Linked DNA regions of Mus musculus: all the other regions are linked to region 1. The links are chromatin contacts, called in public HiChIP or PLAC-seq maps. All regions are on one chromosome and are shown on one strand. The core of a region is the stretch at or near the end of the contact, and the rest is flanking DNA. Distances in the headings are between cores, read along the strand shown.

Region 1 (4,703 bases), core at 820-3,319:
ATTAACTGCATTATCCAGTTTTGTCTCTATTCTAATATCTGCATTATCTAATTCTGTCTCTATCCTAGGATAAAATTCTAAAATGGACAATATGTGGACTGTCAGAAGGCAAAGTCTTTCTAACAGAGTACTGCTCAAACTGGGCGCACAGAGCAGCTCTGGTCCAGAAACTGTTCCGAGTCCACTGAACTCGGGTAAGCATGGCGGAGCTGCAAGGCAATGTGCAAAACAACGTTCCAGCTGACAGCTCGAATAAAGAAAGGAGTTGGACGAGCTGGGTAGGCAGTCCATGAGTTCATTTGTTTTCCTCGTAATTCATCTTTAGGATAAACTACAGAAGGATCAGTAAGAAACTGGATTTTTTTTTCAACCCTGCTCTTTTATCAAAGACCCTTCTGAGAAACATTCACGGATGATTCTTTAAATGCTGAAGGCTGCAGGATATGAAGAAGACCTGCTTGTCTTTGATGTCCCCCGCCTTGATTCATCTGGCTTTCTCACAAAAGCCACAAACACAATTCCAGTATTTCCCAGTGTTCTTTGGGTTCTGCTAAGCTGACAGCCACATCAGTACAGTCCACCACCTAAGACGTATCACCGGATTCTCTGACTGACAGACCACGAACACAGCTCCCCTTCTAGCACATACAACACCTTCGCTCCCAGTGAGAAGCCAATCACTAGTTGCTGACCCTATTTGAAGAGTCACCCAACCTTACAGTATGTACACTGGCATCATTCATGGGACTATAAGTCACCAAAAGAATTCTAAAGATAGTATAGAATAGGATGGGACCTCCCCTCTACATGCCAGGATATGGTCTGGCCCCAAGATTAAAAATAACAACAATCATAAAGTAACAGCCTGTGGCACCTGGAACTCATGCTTGAAACCTATTATCCCTTCAGTTCCGATAATCTGTCTAGACTTACAATTTTCCACCTGCACTATACAACTTTCCTAATTTACAAATTTCTTTACTTTATTATAGAAGTATGTACAAATATATATTTATATATGCATATATATAAAACATTTTTTAAAACTTAACAATGATAAGTCCAAAAGGTATTTTTTTATCTCAGAAAAATATACTAAGGAAAATAAAATATGCAGTGCTATGTTCTGACATCATGGTACTGATAAACCATTACCCCCAAACCAGGTACCATAATGTTATGTTATAAGAAATAATTCTGCAATGCTAATAATACCTATATCATACCTTTAGCTAATACTTGCAATATCTTTTATGCTTTCTATTTAGAAAGTTGTATAATGAAAACTGGTAATTAAGATCAAAATGTAAACAACAGCATACATAAACTTATTTGATTTCTCCCTTAGTTCCAACAATAAAACTCAATTCCTTGCCCAATACTGCTTAATGTTTAGACATCTACAAATTTTTGTCAAATTACCCATTGCTCAGATTTAGCCCAAATGCAGTAAACTGTTGCCTAAAAAACTTTTTTTTAGCCAGCTACTTTTTCTGGGACATTTCTTTTTTACATTTCCTTTAGCGGGGCATGTGGTCAGAGGACCACTTGAGGGGGTCAGATCTCTCCTTTCATCAGGTGGGTAAACTCAGGCCCTCGGGTTTGATGGCCGGTTCCTCAGTGGGGAGCACTGAGCCAGCTCCCCAGCCCACTCTGAAGTCATCCTATTTGAATTTTAACCAGTTACTAGGTTTTCTTTAAGTGTCCATACCAATACAGGCCTCCTAAATGGAGATGGTGAAAAACAGTCAACAGTGCATCACATTAGTGATTTCTTGGCCAATTTTTTCTTGGAAAAAAAGGACATGGCATTTGGTAGAGAAGACCTGGGCTCCAGTCCAGGCCTCGACCACTTATCAGCTAAGTAACCTTCAAAGAGTTTCATAACCTCTTGGAGACTTACGTCCTCCTGTGTTTAAATGTTTTAAAGAGGGGGATTAAGATTCTACAGAGATTTACTGGGAGCAAAAATCAGCCTAAGGAAAAGAGATTTATGCTACTCATAGCACTAAATTCTCTTCATGGAAAAAACCACAGTCACTAACAACTGAGCGCTCACTGCTGGCCTTGGTCAGCATCTGCTGCCAACTCATAGTAAAATTAATGTTCTTGCCATGGGTGTTCCTCACAGCTCATCATTCCTTTAACATAAAGTGTGTGTTCCTGTATGGACTCCCGGTGTCCAATGCCAAAGGCTTTCCTTTGAGCTTCAGGACTCCCCTAGACTATTTCTTCTACCCAAAACTTCCTCTTCTACTGTCTTTTAATTCCCACAGCAGAATATGCTTGTTTTAAACATACTCATTTTTGCTCTACAAACTATACAAAAAAATGTTTTCACTGTAAAAAAATATATAATAAAAATGAAACTCCAATTACCCCCTCTCTTCCTTTCTAGACTTAACTACTGTGATGAAACTTAATATGTATCTTTCTTAATAAGCTTTCTCCGTGCACTCAGACATACATATGAAAACATATACACTTACACATATATAAGAGAGAACTTTTCTACAAAGACACAATTATTCTGTCTTTTATTCTATAGACTGGCTCTGCCTTCTTGGCATTCAGATACAATCAACAGTATTTTAGCTTGAGTCTTTGGAAACCTGGACAGTACATACAAGTCGTTGGTATGAAGTTATTGCAATCAGAACACAGTTTCCAAGAGCATCAACAACTACTTACTGAGTAACTACTTTGTGCCAGTTAAAGGTGTGCAGTGTAAAACAAAACAGGCATCGTCCCCGGGGGGGCTAAAAGTCTTCAATAAAAACAACACTAACAGCAGGTACGATGGCTCACACCTGTAATACTAGCTCTCAAGAGACTAAAACAGCACGGTTTGTGTGAGTCTGGAACCAACCTGGGCTACATAATGAAATTCTCTCAACATTCCCACAAGAAGGCAATCAGGCAGGAAGGCAGGAGACGAAATGAAAGAAGTAACTAGAACTCATCCTGAGGATGCAATCCAAGGCATACACATCCCACACATCCCAGTGGAAACCCTCAGCATCATTTTTTTATTGTTATCTGAAGCTTTAATATAATATTTTTTCGTTCTTTGAGAATTTTATAAAATGTTCTTTTGATCATATTCACTTCCTGCTCTTCTCCCTATCCCCTCAACCCCTTGACCCTACTCCCAACTTCCCGTCATCTTCATTTAAGTCCACTGAGTATAAATTGTGCCATCCATATAGTCACAGGTATGAAGCCATCCACTGAAGCATGGTTGGCTCACCAAGGGCCACATCCTTAAAGGAAACTGACTATCTCACACCCAGAAGCCACCATGTCAATAGTTCCTTAGTTAGAAAAGAAAGGCTCAAGAGCTGTTTCCTCTCCACGCTAGAATATTCGTCGGCTTAATGTCTTGCTGATCTTATACAAGTAACCACAGCTATTGTAAGTTCCTAAGCACAGAGGCCCTCCCATGTCCAGACAATACTGTTTTGCTCTGGCCCTCCCTGACTTCTGGCTCTAATCACCTTTCTCCTTTTAGAGGGAGGGAAACACAGATATTCCGTTTGTGACTGAGTCCTCCACTAACACTCTCTGCACTTTGACCAGTGTTGAGTTTCGATGTTAACCACCACGTGCTGCAAAGACGCCTCTCTGCTGGATCCTGAGAGCTGTACTCTATTATCTATAGAGGTAGAGGTGAGAGCAGTAAATACCACGTCCACTTAGGAGAACAGCACTAATGGGCTCACCCCTGGGGAAGGTGAACCCCCCACCAGACCCAGGTCCTTGGCAAGATTACAGTACCAGGCATGCACTTCCTCTCATGCTCATGGAGAGGGCCTTAACCCCATCAGAAAGTGCAGCCCCAGAATAACCAAGCCACTACTGTACCCACAGGCATATCCTGCCACTCCAGGCATCACTGCAGCTCAGTGTTCAAGGCTTAGGCTGCTGCTGATTTTCCCCCAGCAGCCTACACAGAACCTTCTAGTACCATGAAAGCTAAGCCAGCAGGAAGGAAGCTTCGTGGTCAGTACAAACTTTATTTCTCCATGTCCAGTAATCAATGTGTGTGGTGCCTTCAGCAATAACCCAACACTATTAAAGTCTATGGATACTGGGGGTTTTTTCCTACAGAAGTTCAGTTTACAAAGTAGAGACTGTAAGAAACTAACCATGACCAAGAATGAGATGGAACAACTGTAACTATACACAATCATAAAAGCCATGTGAACAAGGCTGCTTTCTATTTAGAGTTTCAAGAAATACTAGTATTTTTGGATCGTGGGTGGCTGCAAATAACTGAAACTACAGAAAGCGAAACTTCAGATAAGGAAAGACTACTATGTAAAGATTACACTATAGCCATCAAAGCATTCCTATTACAAAGACAGCATTATTCACAGCAGCTTATACCATTGTCCTTACTGCTAGATCTAGCCCTGCTTGAGTTAACCAATAACTTGGCATGAGCTAATCATATACCCTACCTCCATAATCATAACAATATAATCACTAACTCTCCATTAAAAGGTTTTTACTCTGGAGGAAGCAGGTGCACTGAGGAATGGAAGGGAAGGCAGTACTAGGAAAGGCCCAATTTCAATACAGTTTCTTCTAGGTGTGTGTGTGTGTGTGTGTGTGTGTGTGTGTGTGTGTGTGTATTCAAGTAGGTTAATGCATGAGTGGGTGTGCATGTTCCCGTTCATGTGCCCACATGCACACATGAA
Region 2 (4,703 bases), core at 1,114-3,613, 340 kb before region 1:
AAATCCCACTTCAATCTACTGCTGCTTCAGGCTAGGAGGCAATGGTCCATACACTGCTGGCCCAGACCCTGAAGTCTTTACCATAGCACTCACCATGTTTCTGGATCAACCTGGTCCTTATGACTATAGTGACAGCCTTTCTATACTCAACTATTAAGGCTAGTAACTTTAATCTCCATTGAGACACAAGTTCCACAGCAGTGTTTGCAGATCTAAGGAGTCTGTGTACTTGAGTATACAAATCCATGCAACACACAGGAGAAACATAATTCATGAGATGCAGCTTCCCATGGAATAATAGACACTGAACTCATATACTGACTATTCACTAGAAAATCTGTTTACCAACATTTGAAATTTATCATTTAAAATACATAAGTGGTTGCCATCATTTTTATTATTGACATTATTTATCTACAACTTAACTTGCTATCTCATATCTCCTACAATCCATTTACCAAAACAAAAACCAACCAACCAACCAAACAAACAAACAACCCAAAGAGGCCACTCACGGCCAGTCAACTAACAATGTACCACTTACTTTGCTCTCTTGGCCATTTCATTTCCATCCCATCTGGGGCTGTATGGGTAGTTTTTTTGTGCTTGGGAGTAAAGCTGTCCACTGTTGGTAAAGTGATAGACTGACTGAAATGTGAGCGTAGGCTGATCTCGAGGGAAAAACAGGGGCAGGTCAACTGCAAGGCAAAAAAGGGGAAAAGATGGTTAGAGTTCATAAATACATCCTTTTTGTTTCTCCCAAGGCAGGGCTTCTCTGTATAGTCCTGGATGTCCTGAAACTCATTCTGTAGACCAAGCTGGCCTCAAACTCACAGAGATCCACCTGACTCTGCTTCATTCCCAAGTGCAGGGATTAGAGACATTTGACACCACTGCTCAGCAATAAACACATCTTAAGACATGTTTTTGGCTAACTCAGAATGCTGGGTACATGACAATTGGAGCCACAAGCACCGATTGAGGTTTGGATCAAAGCAATGGCATGAGGGACCACAGAAGCCGTGACACATGCAGAATCTTAGGCATAACCAGAATGGCGTCCCACACTGTCCGACCTCCTGGGCCCTGGCCTTGCCCATTGCCATTGCAGAGCTAGCCATGTAACTGTGTTAAGTTTCCATTATGCCATACGCTTTTCAAGGGCGGGACTGTGTCTTCCTCACCTACAATCTGATGGGGGAGCAGGATGAAAGATGGTTTTCAAGAACAAACTTGGAAAAGGGACAAAGAGGGCTTTGATAGGATGCACCAACTAGACTTCCAGAAAAATAAAATTATCATTCTGCTTCCAATCAAGTCGTGAAATCTCCATACTCAGCACTTTCCTTTTTTTCCCACATATGTTACCACATATATTTATATCTTGTAAATCAGAGGGAGCTCCTTAGTGGGCCGCAACAGGGGCAAATCTGAACAGAGACTCTGCTGCTGCCCATCAGAGCTGAGCCCAAGCCCCCTGCTAATATGTAGTGTTGCTTTAGCATTTCATTTGGGGGTTAAGTCAAGTTTTTAAAATAAAATCTCTTGTTAGTTTTAGTGGAGGCAAAGCATCCCCAGAAACTGTTTCAACATTCTCTGAGGTAGACAAAGTTTGTGTAAATGTTACCCATTTCCAGGACAGAGAATAGGCACATTAACAAATGCAGTAATGATGTGTATAGATTTTCTAGCTTTGCAGAGTTCATTTTAGATGCTTTGTTAATTAAAACTTCAAGAAAGGGACATTATTTTGAAACTGTGTGTTTAACAGCTGAGTAAACTAGAAAGTTCGTGGACTTTGTCAACTTTCTCATAGACTGGGCAGCAGCAGGGGACAAAATCTAAAGCCAGGATTGGAATCTTTGGCTCCTACTGTGTGACACTGCAGAATACTCTCCAATAACCTGCTTAAAATTGTGTTGCAATTACAACTCAGTCAGTAAGCCAGAGCCTCCACTGTAAAGCATGAACAAGGATGGAAATGTTAGCTGCACAAACAGATACATATTAAAGCAACATGTAAGGATGCTGTGGAGTGCAGTCCTACCCCTCCCCTCCTCTCCCCTTCTCTCCCCTCCTCTCCCCTCCTCTCCCCCTCCCTCCCTCCCTCCTTCGGTGCATACTGCTGATCCTAGCGCTTTCCCTAGATGTGACTTCTCAAAGGAAAAGTTAGCTTCATGGTTTTTGTTTTTGTTTTTTTAAAGAAATCTCCCAACAATAACTCACTGCCCCCCCAAAACCAAAACCAACCAACCAACCAGCAAAAACCTGTGTTGTTGGTAGAGCCTCTCAGACTTCTGAGTGTACCCGACTCTGACGATGTCTGACTCAGTGGCACAGGGGGTTTCTACTGGTGACTCACACCACTACCAACAAAAAGGGGCAGGACTGAGAATGACCACTTTTTAGTCACATTTCTCAGTGCCACAGTATGATAGCCTCCATACATGGCTATTTTTATGAAACAGAGATTGTATAACACAGAACAACAAAAGTATGAAAACACCAATCCAAATGACAAATACCTCAATTTAGAAAATCCTTGTAGGTCCTTCCCTATAGCAGGCTTGGTCTGTAACATCCTTGGCTACTCGGAACAAACACTGATTTCTAACCCTGTTACGTCCTTTCTGATGCTCATTTAATTCCCTCTGATAAGTTTTTAGGAACAAATGCCTGTTCATTGTACACTTTTCCTCAACTTCAATTGCAACTGCTGAGTAACACCCGAGTTTCCAAATAGGAAACAACATTCAGATTAACCTCCAAACCGATCATTAATAATAGAAAAGTATTTAACATGCTAGTTTACCTATGAAAAAAGAGTAATTTTAAATAAAAGAATTCAATGCAATCATTTATAAACAGCCATCACTCACTATCAAAAGTAATGTAGCTATGACTACAGGCTATGTGGCTTTCAAGCTACTGGCTTTGGGGACTTTAGACTACATTTTTCTAAAAAAAAAAAAAAAAAAAAAAAGAAGTGTGTGTGCGTGAGTGCGTGAGTGTGTGTGCGTGAGTGTGTGAGTGTGTAAGTGTGTGTGAGTATATGTGGATGTAAGTACATGTGTCAGTGCTTGTGCTTGTGGTGGTCAAAGGAAGATGTCATTCTAAGGAATGGCATCCACCTTTTTGAGAAAGGATCTCTCCAGTGGCCTGAAGCTCACAGTTGGACGAGGCCAGCTGGCCTACGCCTGAGCATCCCGTGCATCGGCCCTTTCAGCTGGGATCACAAGCACAGGTCACAACGCAGAGCTTTTAATAGGGATCGAACTCAGGGCTTCTTGCTAGTACTTTATGGACTGAGCCATTCTCCCAGTCCCCTGAAAAAAGAAACTTTTATACAGGTCTTGGTTTAGTGCTCTGGCTGGTGCCAAACTCCTGGGCTCATGAGATCCTTTGGCCTCTGACTCCAGAGTATCTGGGACATAGGTATACACTCCTGCATCTGGCTGGAATGCCTTCTAATCTTTTTTCCCACGATTTTGTTTTGCAGAAGTGAGTTGCTGGTATTAGTATTTGATATGTTTAGAAATATATTATTTCCTAGTTTTGAACTATTTTCTTTGACTCAAATGCCAATTAGTATTAGAAACATTAAAAACCAGAAATATCTATTTACCCACTCAAGTAAGACATGATTTTTGTTTTTACTTAAATATCAGCAAGCTCTATACTGATGTATATCATAATCCCCCAAAGCATTCATTACATGATCCTTTTTTGTCTCCAGAGAACAGCATGTCCTTATAGCCAATGTTCAAATCAAAACACTTCCTGTATCACAACTGGATTACTGGAAGAACAGGAATTGTCAAAGGATTTCAGAGATAAAAGTTGTCTATATGGTAGTTCATGCAGAGAACATAAATGTTTAAAGCTATAGATACCTTGCTCAGGTAAGCTGTATTCTATCTAATAGTCAGTAGTCAACAAAATGGTAGCTTCTTTAAAAACTACTCTATGTATAAAATGATGTAATAACTACAATATCTCAGAGCTACTTTGCATTTTTTTGGTATAAGATCTGAATAGTACAAATTAGTCAGAAGTTAGCAAAAACAAAACTTGTTTTCTCTTATCTCTAAATGTCTCTGTCACTTAACTTTTACTTAAAGTTAACTGATGAAAAAGAATTACTGTAGGCTTTAAGCAGCTAACTTGTTCTAAAGGAACTTTGTGGAGCCTAAGCAATTAGGCCTCACAGTTTGGCTATAGCTATCAATTCTTTAACCATTTGCTTTCTTGTGAGTGACTGGCACACACTTGATCCCCAGAACAAAATCATTCCCCTTGATCTACTACTTATTATCAGTAATTTTTTTTTTTTTGACAAATGCTTATTTTTTTCTCCTTGTGAGTTTCGGTCAGTTTTCTATAAATAGAAGGGATGGTCTTCCCTGGCTCAGTAGATCTGAACAGCTCTTAGGGTTCTTTAAGAACTGGGAACAAAAAAAAGGGAGGGCCAGGGGGAAGTGGGGGAAGGAAAAAGATAGCCCACATCCGGCCAGAGCTCCTCCTATGCTCTGGGCAGGCGGAAGTGGGAGGGCTGCCAGACGTTTTCCACTCAGCTCCGGGTGGGCATCCAAGCCTCTGACCCACTTGGCGGGCCCACGCACTAAGCCACACCAGATACTTTAATTCTGCACACACTGGGACCTTTTGGAGTCTTGTCCATATGGCTTTGGCCACATGAGAAG
Region 3 (4,703 bases), core at 1,045-3,544, 270 kb before region 1:
GTACTTTTCCCTTTATACTGACAATTTCCAAATTTATAACTCTAGATCAGAGTTATACTATAGTCTGATATAGATAATATACTTCGAGCAAACTGTTCTCAGCAAAGCCTAATTTAGTAATAGCAACTCTTGCCTTTTAGTTCCTGAATGAAAAGCCTCAGCTACCCATCCTTGTCTCTCCTCTTACAGCCCAAGGAGCCATTCCCAACTTTCCAGCATCGCCCACCTGGCTCACTGCTAGTCTGGAACTGCCTCACTGTTTGCTTCCCAGGCACTCACTGAGGTCTCTGACAGAGGCTCTTTACCTCTGCTTGTTCTCTGTTCTGTCCTGCTTCTTCCTAAGGCCTGTACCTCTGACAGATACTCTGTTTGCTATGCTAATTTGTCACTGACTTTCCTGACTGTCATTTATTAGAAGGCAAACTCTTTCAGAATGGGGAACTTTGCTGAGTTTGTTTAGGTGTGTAACACCCAAAACAATAATGGCAAGCTGCATTCGGTTTCCAATAAATATCTGTAGTACAAATGGAATATCCTTAATCTGAAAAACTGAAATCCAAAATGCTGCAAAACTGGAAGCTTTATAAGTGCCAATTGATTTCCCAGTGGAAAATTCCATGCCCAATCTTACAGAATGGGTTACAGTTAAAACACAGGCATAGGACTGGGGAGATAGGTCAGGGGTTACAAGAGCTTGCTGGGCAAGTATGAAAACCCTAGTTCAAATCTCCAGCTCTCGTATAAAGACTAGGTATGGCCATACATGCCTGTGGCCCAAGTGCTGCAGGGGAAAGAGACAGGAGAACCATGGAAGCTTGCTGGCCACCAGTCTAGATCCAGGTAGAGTCAGAGACCCTGTTTCAAGAGATTAAGGCAGACTTTCTCTCCTGGTCTCTTATCATGCATAAATCATACATACACATAAGTGTATATGTAAGCACACACGCACATACACACACAAACACATCACACAGACACAAACCCATAGGTACATTAAAACTATTATATGAGATTAATTTCAGGCTCTGTGTATATGGTACATATGAAATATAAATAAATTTCCTGTTAGACTTGCATCCTATCTCAAATATAGACCTTTATGCATATGGAAATATTCTAAAATTTGAAAAACAAACCTGAAACACTCTAGTCCCAAACATTTCAGATAGAGGACACTCTACCTGTGTCAAATGACAATGTTGAACTTCCCAAATAAACATTCAAAGTCTATAAATGTCTGTATTCTTTTCCTCAAATAGTTACTATGGAAAGGAAGATTTTTAAGGGTGTTGGGGTTAGTAAACATTTTTGGTACAGTCAGTTAATAAATATTGCTCTTGCTGCTTTAGAAGATGTGTAAATGAATGTGCATGGCCATGCACCAACGCAACTTTATGACTACAGAAAATTGAATTCCATACAGTTTTTACAAGTTATGAAACATCATTCTTTAAATGCTTTTCTAACCAGAAAAATGCAAAGATTATTCAGAGCTGGTGGGCCACACGTTACCAGCCACTGGCTGGATCTGCCCAGTGCCTATAGCTTGTCTCTTGACTCAGAATGACTTGAGGGTTTTACAGAGGCTGGAAAAAAAAAAAAAAAAACCAAAACAGAAACATCCAGGAGGAAACACAGGCAAAAGCCTAAGATGAGGATGTTAGCAGAAACAAAAGCAGGCCCCTTTGTCAGGTGTCTTTGGTACCCCACTGGGGTAGTTAGTGTCATTCCTCTATCGACTTCTTTAGGCATTGGGTGAGGGGCACATCAGGCACTTCATGAACCGTGGGAGTTCTTACGATCGCATTAGATTGTAACTGTGCAAGAGCGAGCTATTTATATGATTCCGAACGAAGCTTGAGGCATATTCTGGTGTTTTTTACATCTATGTTAGGTGAAAAAGCTGCCTACAGAAGCCTGCCTCCCACCCAAAATACTAGCTGTTAGCTGCTGACTGATCCTCGGCAATATTAAGATGAATCATATATGCTCTTTTCTCAGTGCAAAAAGAGATAATTTTGAAACTCAAAAAATTTCACTTTGGGTAGTCACAAACCACACAGTAGAAAAGCTGTCCAGCCGTAAAGTTGTAAATAAATAGAACCCACTCCTGCGTGGACATCTTTTGCTTCTTTTAAACTGTGACGCTTTTTTAGGCCTCACCTCCTGCATGGTGTTGAAATGATAAAATGTTGCAAGCATGTTCCGTGCCTAGGCCGGAAGGCAGCCTTGGCTTCCCTTCTCTCTTCCCTGGCGCTCCACACCCTTGATCTACAGAACCCACACCCTTTCTCAGGCAGCTGCCTTTTCACCTACCCCAACCAGCCTGTGGCTTTCCTGGCTTGCCCTTGCTTGGTCTATAAGGTGCCAGCTGCTGGCAGAGCCTAGTCGTTTCCTATGACAGAAAAACTCTGTGTTTCTTTCTCCTTATTGTGTGGAGAAGCAGGTATTTTTGGCCTCAATTTCTAAGATCTGTTTTATTTCTCTTGTTACTAAGCAGGTCACTGCCACCCTCATTTTTTGCTGTGTCATCATTTTCCCACATTACCCTGTTTGGCACCGAGGGATGAACCACATCAAATGGAGGAATTGCAACCACACATTGCCTTGAGAAGGAAGCAAGGGAGACCTTAGGGTGTGTGTGTGTGTGTGTGTGTAATGACCATTTTGGGGGCTTGTTCTCCCATAATCAAATCCTGCCTATCTTAACAATGTGGTGGTGTGTCAAAGCATTGGAATTCTGCTTTACTCAGCAACCCAGAACTTTATAGGAAAATGAAGCAACAAAATGTTGGTCTTCCTGTTAACTTGTACTTAGCATGGGACTGTTTGTTTCCCTATGACATTCCAGTCAAATCTCCTAAGTTTCTGGAGCTCTGGGCTATCCACAGAGGCCCATGCAGTGTCCTGACATCCTTAGGCATGGTTCTTTTTTTACTTACTTATTGATGCCAGTGCCTAAACTCATTGGTTCATGTTTTTATTTAACAAACTATCACTTGTACTAAGTAGACAGTCTACCACTAAGCTAGATTCCCACTTTCTTCTAACCTGTCCCGAGAGAAACATCATGCATTAGAAGTGAAAGTCTTAAATCCAATAAACCAAAGAAGCAATTTGCTTGCAAACATTTTAGACACTGCTGGGGACCCAGATCAGTGGGAAGATACTTACCTAGCGAGTATGAACAAGTTTCTGGGTTCTTTAGGCTCTGTTAGGAAACCAAGCTAACCCAAAATGGCTCCATCTATGTTGCTAGCAGCAGTGCAGGTCTGGCTCTGGGACCCTTACAACATGTGAGAATCTGTAGTTAACACAGATGGGCCTGTATCAACTGACGTTTTGCCAGCTAACTAAAAACATGTGCCCAACAAGTAAAGCATCCGGGCACTAACGTAAGATGCCACAATCCCAACTGGGACGTTGAGAAGTCACATTTGATATCTTTAGGATACTGTGCTAGGGCTGATGTTTAATGACAGCTGGCTCGTGCTCATCAGCATGGAAAACAGCACTTAGAGGCGGAGCACGTGCAGTGATTTGATCTTTGTGACTAACATGGGCAATTAAGCAGTTCATAAAATGAATGTCGGTATTTTTGCTGTTGTTTTGGTTTGGCGTGCATGCAGTTTTGGCTAATGTTGGAATTAGCCTTTCTTGAACATCATCTGTAGAATGTGTATAAGCTGTCTGTAGTACCAGGCAGTGAGCCTCTACTTCCTTCTGTCCCAGATTAGCACACCCAGGTAATACAAACGCCTTCCAGAGATTCTCTTGGAGCCGAAGGAGACAAATCTGTAGCTAGTTCTGCTGCAGATCCAGAGGACCAACTATCCAACGGGTGCCCAGCATGAGAAACACTGTCAAGCACACAGAAGGAGAAGGTACCCATCTAGTCTTCTCAGTTAACAAGCAATTGGTGTTCTCCAGCGCGGATGTTCAGCAGTCCTGATCCACCTTTATGAGCCAAATTATCCATATAATTTTATTTGCCTATTGACCTCCCTGCTCCCATTTCAAGCCCCTTATGATCCCTCTCCACAACTCCTGGCAGCTGCCCAGTGGGTCAGACCACGCTCATGTCAAGGAGCTGAACAATGCTGAAGGGAAGGAGGACGGAGCCAGAGTGCCAGGGCTGCAGGTAGTGTTTTCTCAGAAGCCCTCTCTACATTCTGCCACTGTCCAGACAGGATGGCAGCAGACCCACTTCTCCACCTCTCCATTGACAACCATCCTCCTCCTGAGGCCCGGTGGCAAGCAGAAGGAGGCGCTTATATTTGGTAGCAGGTTGCAGAGAGAAAGTTGAGGACAAAACATGATGAAAGGGAACAGGTGGGATCTGGAGTGATGACGCACTGAGGATGCTAACTGTAGTCAGCACTTAGCCTTAGAAGATGTATGGGTTCCTGTCACTGCCGCTTTAATCTCAGAAGATAGCTCACTTCCTAGCAGATAGTGAGGCTCAGTTCCATTAGCAGCCGTCTACACAAAACTGAGGAGTTGCTTTGGAAAAGCAGAACTTATTTATTATCTTTAATTAAAAAACCCTATCATTTTAAACACTTCTTATTCAGGTCTCTGAAATAGGTAACTAACACCAGCCGTGACAATAATGATGGCCTCACCGTTCCCAGGCAAGGCTACTGGGCATGTGTGAGGCAGAGCACAGGGACCTAGTGTCTGGGCGAACTGGGCTTGTAGAC

The links. HiChIP or PLAC-seq counts read pairs in DNA pulled down with a chosen protein or histone mark.
Region 2: a CTCF HiChIP or PLAC-seq map of the NIH/3T3 cell line shows a contact between it and region 1, with 7 read pairs. The contact joins two enhancer-like sites. A contact is called at or near these places in 1 of 15 datasets of contacts at CTCF or cohesin (the NIH/3T3 cell line), 4 of 484 Hi-C or Micro-C datasets (the 3T3-L1 cell line, cumulus cells, embryonic fibroblasts and 1 more), 2 of 115 datasets of contacts at active chromatin or transcription factors (CD8 T cells and effector CD8 T cells) and 2 of 9 other capture datasets (adipose tissue and liver).
Region 3: a contact with region 1 is called in an H3K27ac HiChIP or PLAC-seq map of the NIH/3T3 cell line, with 3 times the contacts expected there. The contact joins two enhancer-like sites. A contact is called at or near these places in 2 of 15 datasets of contacts at CTCF or cohesin (both in the NIH/3T3 cell line), 1 of 484 Hi-C or Micro-C datasets (cerebral cortex), 4 of 115 datasets of contacts at active chromatin or transcription factors (CD8 T cells, the NIH/3T3 cell line, cardiomyocytes and 1 more) and 3 of 9 other capture datasets (adipose tissue, liver and pancreatic islet).

Annotation. Positions count from the first base shown.
Region 1 is chr5:31,713,082-31,717,784 of GRCm38.p6, reverse strand. The region is part of intron 2 of Babam2 (BRISC and BRCA1 A complex member 2); the gene reads right to left. Among named protein-coding and RNA genes, the nearest start is that of Babam2, 17 kb to the right of the region's middle. Within about 2 kb of position 2,069, at least 38 of the 459 cell types and tissues checked have an H3K27ac peak or open chromatin away from gene starts, as enhancers often do. A contact at or near this core is called in the NIH/3T3 cell line, where this site is marked.
Region 2 is chr5:32,053,506-32,058,208 of GRCm38.p6, reverse strand. It overlaps Babam2 (BRISC and BRCA1 A complex member 2), which reads right to left. Exons shown (of 12, transcript NM_144541.1): 11 at 545-698. Among named protein-coding and RNA genes, the nearest start is that of Gm40277, 35 kb to the left of the region's middle. Within about 2 kb of position 2,363, at least 30 of the 459 cell types and tissues checked have an H3K27ac peak or open chromatin away from gene starts, as enhancers often do. A contact at or near this core is called in the NIH/3T3 cell line, where this site is marked.
Region 3 is chr5:31,982,037-31,986,739 of GRCm38.p6, reverse strand. All of the region lies in intron 7 of Babam2 (BRISC and BRCA1 A complex member 2), which reads right to left. It overlaps Gm52770 (a long non-coding RNA gene), which reads left to right. Exons shown (of 3, transcript XR_003955739.1): 2 at 3,733-3,884. Among named protein-coding and RNA genes, the nearest start is that of Gm52770, 14 kb to the left of the region's middle. Within about 2 kb of position 2,294, at least 107 of the 459 cell types and tissues checked have an H3K27ac peak or open chromatin away from gene starts, as enhancers often do. A contact at or near this core is called in the NIH/3T3 cell line, where this site is marked.